Linked DNA regions of Sus scrofa: region 1 is linked to region 2. Evidence: chromatin contacts called from public Hi-C data. All regions are on one chromosome and are shown on one strand. The core of a region is the stretch at or near the end of the contact, and the rest is flanking DNA. Distances in the headings are between cores, read along the strand shown. Region 1 holds the start of UTP23 (rRNA-processing protein UTP23 homolog). Region 2 holds the start of RAD21 (double-strand-break repair protein rad21 homolog).

The links. A called contact is a pair of places that touch in the nucleus more often than the background predicts.
Region 1: a contact with region 2 is called in a Hi-C map of liver, with 3 times the contacts expected there. A contact is called at or near these places in 2 of 5 promoter capture datasets (fetal liver and liver), 7 of 47 Hi-C or Micro-C datasets (blood, embryonic fibroblasts, heart right ventricle and 3 more) and 2 of 2 datasets of targeted methods (alveolar macrophages and skeletal muscle).

Annotation. Positions count from the first base shown.
Region 1 is chr4:21,939,138-21,943,394 of Sscrofa11.1, reverse strand. It overlaps UTP23 (rRNA-processing protein UTP23 homolog), which reads left to right and starts at 2,401. Exons shown (of 3, transcript XM_003481351.4): 1 at 2,401-2,707. The coding sequence starts at 2,520.
Region 2 is chr4:21,770,221-21,774,251 of Sscrofa11.1, reverse strand. RAD21 (double-strand-break repair protein rad21 homolog) reads right to left here and starts at 1,431. Exons shown (of 14, transcript XM_005662889.3): 1 at 1,180-1,431.

The sequences.
Region 1 (4,257 bases), core at 1,152-3,651, 170 kb before region 2:
TATAACAAAAAATTGTTTTAAACTTGCTCATCACCTTTCTAGACTGTCCTCCTGTGTGAAATAAGGTTCAATTGTGCAAATAACATTGTCCTATACTTAGAACTTGGAGAAAATGCTATAGTTTAGTAAATTAAAAGTAAAACACAACTAGAGTATGACTCAAATCCCTAGTCCTGCACTACACTTTTCTTAGTAGTGAAACGTGGCTAGCAGGATGGAGCTGGTAGATAAATCTGTGAGCCTAGTTTTAACTGTTTTAACCGTTTTGCAAGGCTGGGATAGTATGTTTTCTCTGTCTGTGGTGGAAATATAATCAGAGTGGAGTGTTGGCACACAGGGATAAAGAGAATATTCAAATTGGAATGTAGTAAGCAATTATATTAAAAAAAAAAACCCATAAATCCCATCCTGCAATAACTCTTCATGGCTTCCAATTCCTAAATGTATTTTCAGTTAAATGAAAGCAGCCATCTAAGTCATGTGAAAGATTCTTGTGTTGGGAATCAAGATCTTAGTTTCAATTTCATAAACCTGTTATCTTCCAATATAACCCCAAATGCAAATAATATATCTCAATCACTTTGGAATTTTTTTGTTTGTTTTCTTTCTTTTTTGGCTGCCCTGGCATATGGCGTTCCCTGCCTAGGGATCAGATCCCAGCTGCAGTTGCAACAACACAGCAGCAGCAGCAGAAGCCTGGGCAATACCCATATCCTTTAACCCATTGTGCCAGGCCAAGGACTGAACCTGTGCCCTGGCAGAGCAAAGACGCTGCTGATCCCCCTGTGCCACAGTGGGAACGCCTCAATCACTGTGTCAGTTCCTTTTCTGCATTGGTTCTTTCTCTCAATCTTGAGCCAAAACCAGATCTGGGACAGATTCCAGAACAGAACAAAAATTCAAAATTCTATGTCTCCCAATCTTGGATTATTTTGCCTTGAATTAAAGTGGATAATGTGGCAACTAGCCACTGGGGAACTCAAAATTTTCTGGTTGCTTTCTTCATTAATCAAGTTGATCAAGTAATTTCTAAACTTTCAGACAGTTTTGGACATCCCTGTTAGTCTTCCTACCTTAGAGACTATAGAACTAAAAAGCATTCTTAAGTCTTCTAGTCTTGCGAACCAATTTGACTGTGAGGAAGCTGAACTTAGCTTTCTTGGAGAGCAGCTCAAGGTCAAAGGCCTTGGGTTAGGGGCAGAATTAGGACTCTAGGGACTCTGACTCTTAGAAAAGGAAGCTTTTGAGAGGTTCTTCCGGAACACTCCTTGTTAGTGATTTAGGATGGTCTCCAGAAGAGGAATGCAAAACAGTGGGACTTTTCATTGGCCTCGACATTAGGTGAGGATAGTCCTATGGGGGTGGGGGGTGAGGAGGAAAGAAAGAACATTTGAATTTCTGGCAAGGGACCTGGGTTCCAGTGGTAGTTCTCACACCAAACAACCACTTGCTTAACTTCATTATAGGAAGGTAACCACTACAAACCTGCCCAGTCATCGCTGTCGCTGTCCAATATATTTTAGTCCCTTTCCTTCCCTCACTTGGAAATTTTTTTTTCTTTCTTTTTTTTTTTTTTTTTTTCCTCTTTTTAGGGCAGCTAGAATTGCATATGGAGGTTCCCAGACTAGGGGTCAAATCCAAACTAAAGCTGCCAGCCTACACTACAGCCACAGCCATACATCTGCCACCTATACCACAGCTCATGGTAACACCGGATCCCCCCACTCACTGAGGGAGGCCAGGGATGGAACTTGCATCCTCATGGATACTACTCAATTAGTTTCCACTGCTCACTTGGAAATTATTAACATTAAAGGGTAAAATGCGTAAATTACTTAGAGCAGTGCCTAGAAGATATTAAAACTCACTATTATCATTCACTATTATCACATCGTGTTTTGTTTTGTTTTTTGACTTTCTGCCTTTTCTAGGGCTGCACCAGGCGGCATATAGAGGTTCCCACGCTAGGGGTTGAATCGGAGCTACAGCTGCCTACACCACAGCCACAGCAACGTGGGATCAGAGCCGCGCCTGCGACCTACACTACAGCTCACGGCAACGCGGGATTCTTAACCCACTGAGCGAGGCCAGGGATCGAACCCACAACCTTATGGTCCTTGGTCGGATTCGTTAACCACTGAGCCACGATGGGAACTCCATACCGGTTATTTTTGAGAGGTTGACTGTGCCAGGTAACGTGCAAGAAGCAGCCTCTATATTTTCTTTTAATCTGGCCCATGACTGTGCCTGTGCGCCTTTGAGCAAAATTAGCACACCTACTCTGTTTCAGGCCTAGGAGCAAGCTCCGCCCCCGAGAGCTCTTTAAGAACCTCGGGCAGCGCGACGAAGCTCGCGCGCGCTCACTGGGGCGGGACGTAAACCGCCGGCTGGTGAGGGCGTTTGCTTCCGGGGCCAAGAGCTCTTCATTTCCGGGAGAAGCCGGTTCCTGGTACCAGGCTGCGTAGGAGGGGTTCGGGCCTAACTGCTGGTCCCGTGGCTTCTGTCGGGAAAAGCAAGGCATGAAGATCACAAGGCAGAAACACGCCAAGAAGCATCTTGGCTTCTTCCGCAACAATTTCGGGGTCCGCGAACCGTACCAGATCCTGGTGGACGGCACCTTCTGTCAGGCGGCGCTGCGGGGCCGCATCCAGCTGCGGGAACAGCTGCCCCGCTACCTAATGGGGGAGACTCAGCTGTGCACCACCAGGTGGGAAGGCCAGTCCGGGTGGTGGCGCGGGAGTCCTACGAATGCGGTATAACGAAGCCGCTGCTTGCAGGCGTCCTTTGCGAGCCCTGGAGGGGCAAAGCGCCCCACCCGGGAGAAGTTGACCGTTCAGCGGGGCCGATAAGGAGGACGGGTCTGTATTACGTCGGCAGAAAATAAAATGCCAGGCGAATATTCACGTGTTGTTAGCCGGCGGATAAGAACACGTGTTTTGCTGTCGGACCTGATTTCGAATATTGGTCCCAGTCCTAACTTTGTGAATTGGGGCAAGCTATTTAACCTCTCAGAGTCTTGGATTTCTCATCTGTAAAAAAGCTCATAGCTACCTATAAATTTGCTAAAGTCCACAAGATAATAGTATATGTAGAGCGTTTATTTGTATCTGAGACCTATCCTGTCTTTGCATAGCTTCGCAACTGCCCCATGGTGTAACATGTTCAATTTCCAGAAAGTCAAGATTCAGTGTTAAGAACTTTGCTCAAGGTAGTTTATTTAGTTGTCTGTTGGTTATCAGCCATAGGCTAAACACCTGATCTAACCAGAGGCTAACATGGTGAACAGGATGATCTCCCAGCCCTTAGCGCCAGCAAATTGCATAAGTCAACCGCTCATTGATGTGTTTTGACCCCAAGTCTAGTGTCCCCACTTCCTCAAGTTGTGGGAACACCTAAGATGGAACTTTGTGGGGTTGGGATTGAGGGAGGATGGAAACAAGGAGGATGTCATGGAGATAACTTTTGATCCCAGTCATGGTTCAGTTCTAAGGGGAAGGACATTTTTTGAGTGACAGAAAAGAGAAGTGACTTGTGGGGAACAAAGGAGTGGAGTTGTGAAATGCCAGGATTAGCGTACAGTGTATATTTGGGAGAGAAGCTAGAAAGAAAGTAAATTGAGGCTGTGTAATAAAGCACTACTATTCAGAAACTTAGTAGGTTGTTGTTTTGGGTTTTTTTTTTTAAAAGGATATTTCCTTTAAAAAGTGAAAAAAAGATGGAGTTCCTTTTGTGGCTCAGCAGATTAAGGACCCAACATAGTGTCCCTGAGGATTCTGGTTCCATCCCAGGCCTGAGTGTAAGGATCCGGCATTGACACAAGCTACAGTGTAGGTCACAGATGCTGCTCATATCTGGCCTTACTGTGGCTGCGGTGTAGGCCGGCAGCTGTGGCTCACATTCGACCCCGAGCCTAGGAGCTTTGATATGCTGCAGGTGTGGCTTTAAAAAGAAAAGTGGAAAAAGAAAATTATAATGACCCATTAATACCACATCAATGAATTACCATTGTTAACGTGTACTGTATCATTTATCTAGTTCTTTTTACACACAAATGGAAGAATGGGCCTTTACTCTTCATGTGATGTTAATGGCCTGGTTTTCTCAGGGGTAATACTACCCTGTGAATAGCTCTCAGAACTTCAAATGGGTATCATTCAAGCAGAGCCTCAAATGGGCCAGACAAAACCTTAGATGTCCCGTGCCCTAGAATTGATTGCTTCTGGCTACAAGCAGCTTGTGTATTTACCTGTTTGCCAT
Region 2 (4,031 bases), core at 182-2,681:
ATCACAGAGCTCACTGGCATTTACATTCATTTTCGGAAAACAGAATTTTTCCCCTCCTGCAATTCAGCGATCATTCCAAACAATAGAAGGAGAGCAGATACTAACTTTGGCTTGCAAAGAAAAGTCGATAAAACCACAAAAGCTTTAATCAGAAACCCTTGAAAACACAGGCACATTTTTGAACCTTGAAACTCTAACCTATCATAAGCTGGCCAGATAAACCCTTCAGCGTTTCCTTCTCTCCACTATGAAGAAGGCCGCTAGGTCTGGCAGCACAATTCGACAGTGTCACCCCACTGTCACAGCACATCATTCTGAAAACCTTCTCAGCAAGGAAAAAGGCACCAAGCGTTTGTCAGAAACGCACACCTCCCCGAAACGTCTCCACCACACCTAATTTCCTTAAACATTAGGAAATTCGGGGAGAAAAACTAATTATGCTAATTTCCTAACAATCAGAAACCACTTCCCCAGGTCGCGTTTTCTATTGGTCTATCCAATATTTAATATCCTCAACGTAAAAGTTTTCCTTTAAAAAAAAAAAAATGGAAGGGGGAGCAGCGGCAGTCCCTGGCGAGGGCCCCGCCGCCGCCCTCCGGCCCCACGGAGAAGGCAGGGCCCGCGTGTCCCCGACCCCCTGCACCCTCGCCCGCCAGACTTTAGGGGCTCTCCGGGCTGGCATCGCCGGCGCCCGGCCCGCCGCCGCCGCCTCCCGCCCGGAATCCCGCGTCTTCCTAGACAGCCATTTTCACCCGAGCAGTAGGCGGCCCGGTCCCCAGAGCGGGCTCGTTCAAACCTCGTCCTCGCCCTCCACCTCCCAAGATTTCCTGTTTCCTCGGGGAAATGCGGCTCCCCGAGGGGCCGGCCGGGTAACGGCTTTTTTGGCCTCGGAAGAGACCAGCACCATTTGTGAGCCAACAAGCGATGATGCGGGCCCAAGCTGCGCGGGTCCCGGCCGAGGGCGGGCCCAGAGCAAGGGGCCTCCGCGCGCGGCGCTGCCGTTTGGGAGCTCGGAGGGTGGCGGCGCGGCCCTGTCCCAGGGCGAGGACTGTGCAGCCGTCTCCCTCGCCCTCCTGCTCCCCGCCATCCCCCGGAGCCCGGCTCCCCGACGGCTACACGGCGGAGAAGGGGTGGGGGGAGGGAGCCGGAGGATAAGAAGGGGTCGGCCGACTCTCTTACCTTGTTCTCCGCCGGGAGTTGGGCGGGCTGGGTGGCCTGGGGAGGGGAAAAGGGTCGGGGGAGGGGGCGGGGAAAGGGGGGGAGCCCTTGTGCGGTGTAGCTTCGGAGCAGCTCCCGCCGCCGCCACAGCCGCCGCCTCCTTTCCGATTCACTCAAACAAACAAGATGGCTGCCGTTACGCCGCGGCTCTTCCTGCCGCCCAAATCCTCGGTTCAAATCGGCAGGATGTTTACGGTCAAAATGGTACCTGTGCGCCTGCGCAGCCAGCCTAAGCCCCAGAAGCAGCGACGCAGGCGCGGTGACCATTTCCTTTTCAATGGAACCCGCCCTCTGGGCAAGCAGCTCAGAACCGAGCAAGCGCAAAGGTGATTCCTTTGCTAGAGGGTCTTAGAGCGTTGCGAAACTGGCGAGCGGCGCACGCGCAGTGCTTTCCCCCAAGCGAGTAATTGGGGTTAGCGTTATACTTGCGCTGGTTTTAAAAGAAAAACTCTACGCAGTTTTGTGTGTCCTTGACACAAAAATTCATTTTCAAGGTTCTGTAGCAAAGAATATCACACAAGACTCTGAAATAAGTTATTTAAAATGCAGGGGTTCATTCATTCAGTCAACCTGTCTTAATAGCTGGTCTTCTCTGAACCACATACTATGATAGCTAAGGTTTGGGATGTAATGCCCCTGTAAGGAGAAGTATCTACCCATTTACTGTTAACCAAAATGCTGAAGATGATACAAGATCTAGCCTCTGCCTTCAGCTCCAGACTCCTCTTTGTCGTTCCTTTCTTCCTCACTCTGCTCCAGTTACTCTGCCTTTTAAATAATCAAACGCATCAAGCATACACCTACCTCAAGATTTTTGCACTCGCTGCTCCCTATTCTTAGAACAATTTTACATTTCCATCTCCTCCACTTTTGCCTAATTAATTCTTTTTCCGCATCTCAGTTTAAAAGCCAGTTCCCTAATCCTCTTATTTAAGATAACACCATTACTATAAAAAAAAAAAAAAGGTCCCATCTCACACGGAACTTTAGGGCTTTACAAAATGGCCCTGTCAATTTCTACTTGTAGGACCAGAAATAACAGCCTCTCTGTGCTTCCGGTTTCTCACCCAAGAATTGTTCGGAGGATTCATGAATTAATAACGTGTTCACGCAGTTAGAATGATGCAGGGCATCTTGCAAGTAATTATTTTTATTACTATCTTTATAGTTGATATCACCATTATTCTCCTCTATTAAAATTTTTTTTTTCTAAAGAATGGCACCTAAAGCAAGACAAAATGCTCCTAGCCAGAGCAGAGGATAATAAGATAATGATCTTTTGATGTGGACACCTACCACTTTTAATCCAGCCCAGTTGTGTGCTAGATCTTTAATGGCTTGTTTGGGAAGTCTTACAAGATAAAGAAATAATTTACTGCTCCATCATAATTTCTGAGTATAGACATATTTTAGAATAAAGAAATATGCAGGAAAAACAGTTAAGCATATACATTCAGCAACTGCCTTTAAGTCCTGCACCGTTCCAGGGTTTTAACAATATACAACACAACTCAGATGGATGAGACAGTGGGCAGTCTTGTGCTCCACTCCTTCTGGGTCATGTGACAGTGGCGTGGGACAGGGTTCAGCTCACAAGCTGGAATCCATTAGCCAAGTGGCCATGGCAGCTGGAACTCCAAGTTTCCCGGAGTAACTATCCTATCTTAATTGGACAATTTTTGAAATTCGTTCTTTTGTTTTTTAGTGGGGAGGTTAAGAGGCTGGCCTTAAGGATAGTTGTTGAAATCCCAAGCTGAGTAGGGAAGGGGTACAAGCCCTTTTATTATTTTCAATGTGATTTCCCTCAGCCAATACAGACTGAGTGTTTAAAACATGTAAATCCTTCCTCCTGGTGTGCCTTTCATAAACTCAACTCTGGCAATTGTTTTGTCATCTCCAAAAAACCAGCTAAACAAACAAACAAAAAGTACATTCTCTCATTAACAACCTGTTTACGATAGAACAGTTCAGTTTCTCTTGGTGAACCTTATAATTTAACACTCCAAAATAATTTAAGTGTATCAGCTACAAAATGACATAAAACCGATCATCTGGGGAAAGTTTCCAGGCAGGTTAAGGATGGCATGCATGAGACTACATTGCATGGTGAATCCTTCTCCATTGCTGATGTTAATTTTCAGTTTAAATCTCTGTCCATTTCAAAATATGGTCAGATGATCACGCATTGCTGCTTGGTGTCTCTCATAGATTACATTAGCTTTTAGAGTTTTTGTCAGTGGGATCACGTTTCCTCTTAATTTGAATGAAAAAAAAATCTGTTTTCCTAATTTCTAGTAACAAGTCTAACATTGAAATGAATAGGTTTACTGTTCTATCTAAGGCTTTTTCCTCTCTATCTTTGAAGGAAAGTTATAATATGGGTTTTGGGTTCAAACCCATCTTTTCTACCTCTCAGCAGTTTTCCCATATGCAATCTGCTTAACTTCTCTTGGTTTTGATTTCTTAATTTATAAAAATGGAAACAATACTCTTCATGATTGTTGAGAGATTTAAATAAGATCATATATACAGAGTACTTAGTGTAGTGGTTGAAATTGAGTAATTATTCAATTAATTATGACTATTAATTTTGCTCTTTCTACCTTTTGAGTAATGAAATAGCCAGCAAAGTATGGCAAATATTTCTCTCTCTCTCTCCAGTACAGAACTCCCAAGGTACTACTACTATTTTTTGAAACATTTCTTACCCAATAGCTCTCCATGGCTCTTTATAGAGTTTCTTTACAGACAACCCTAATTCCCTAAATCTGCTGGATTTGACTTTTTTTTTTTTTTATGGTAGTAACTGCAGG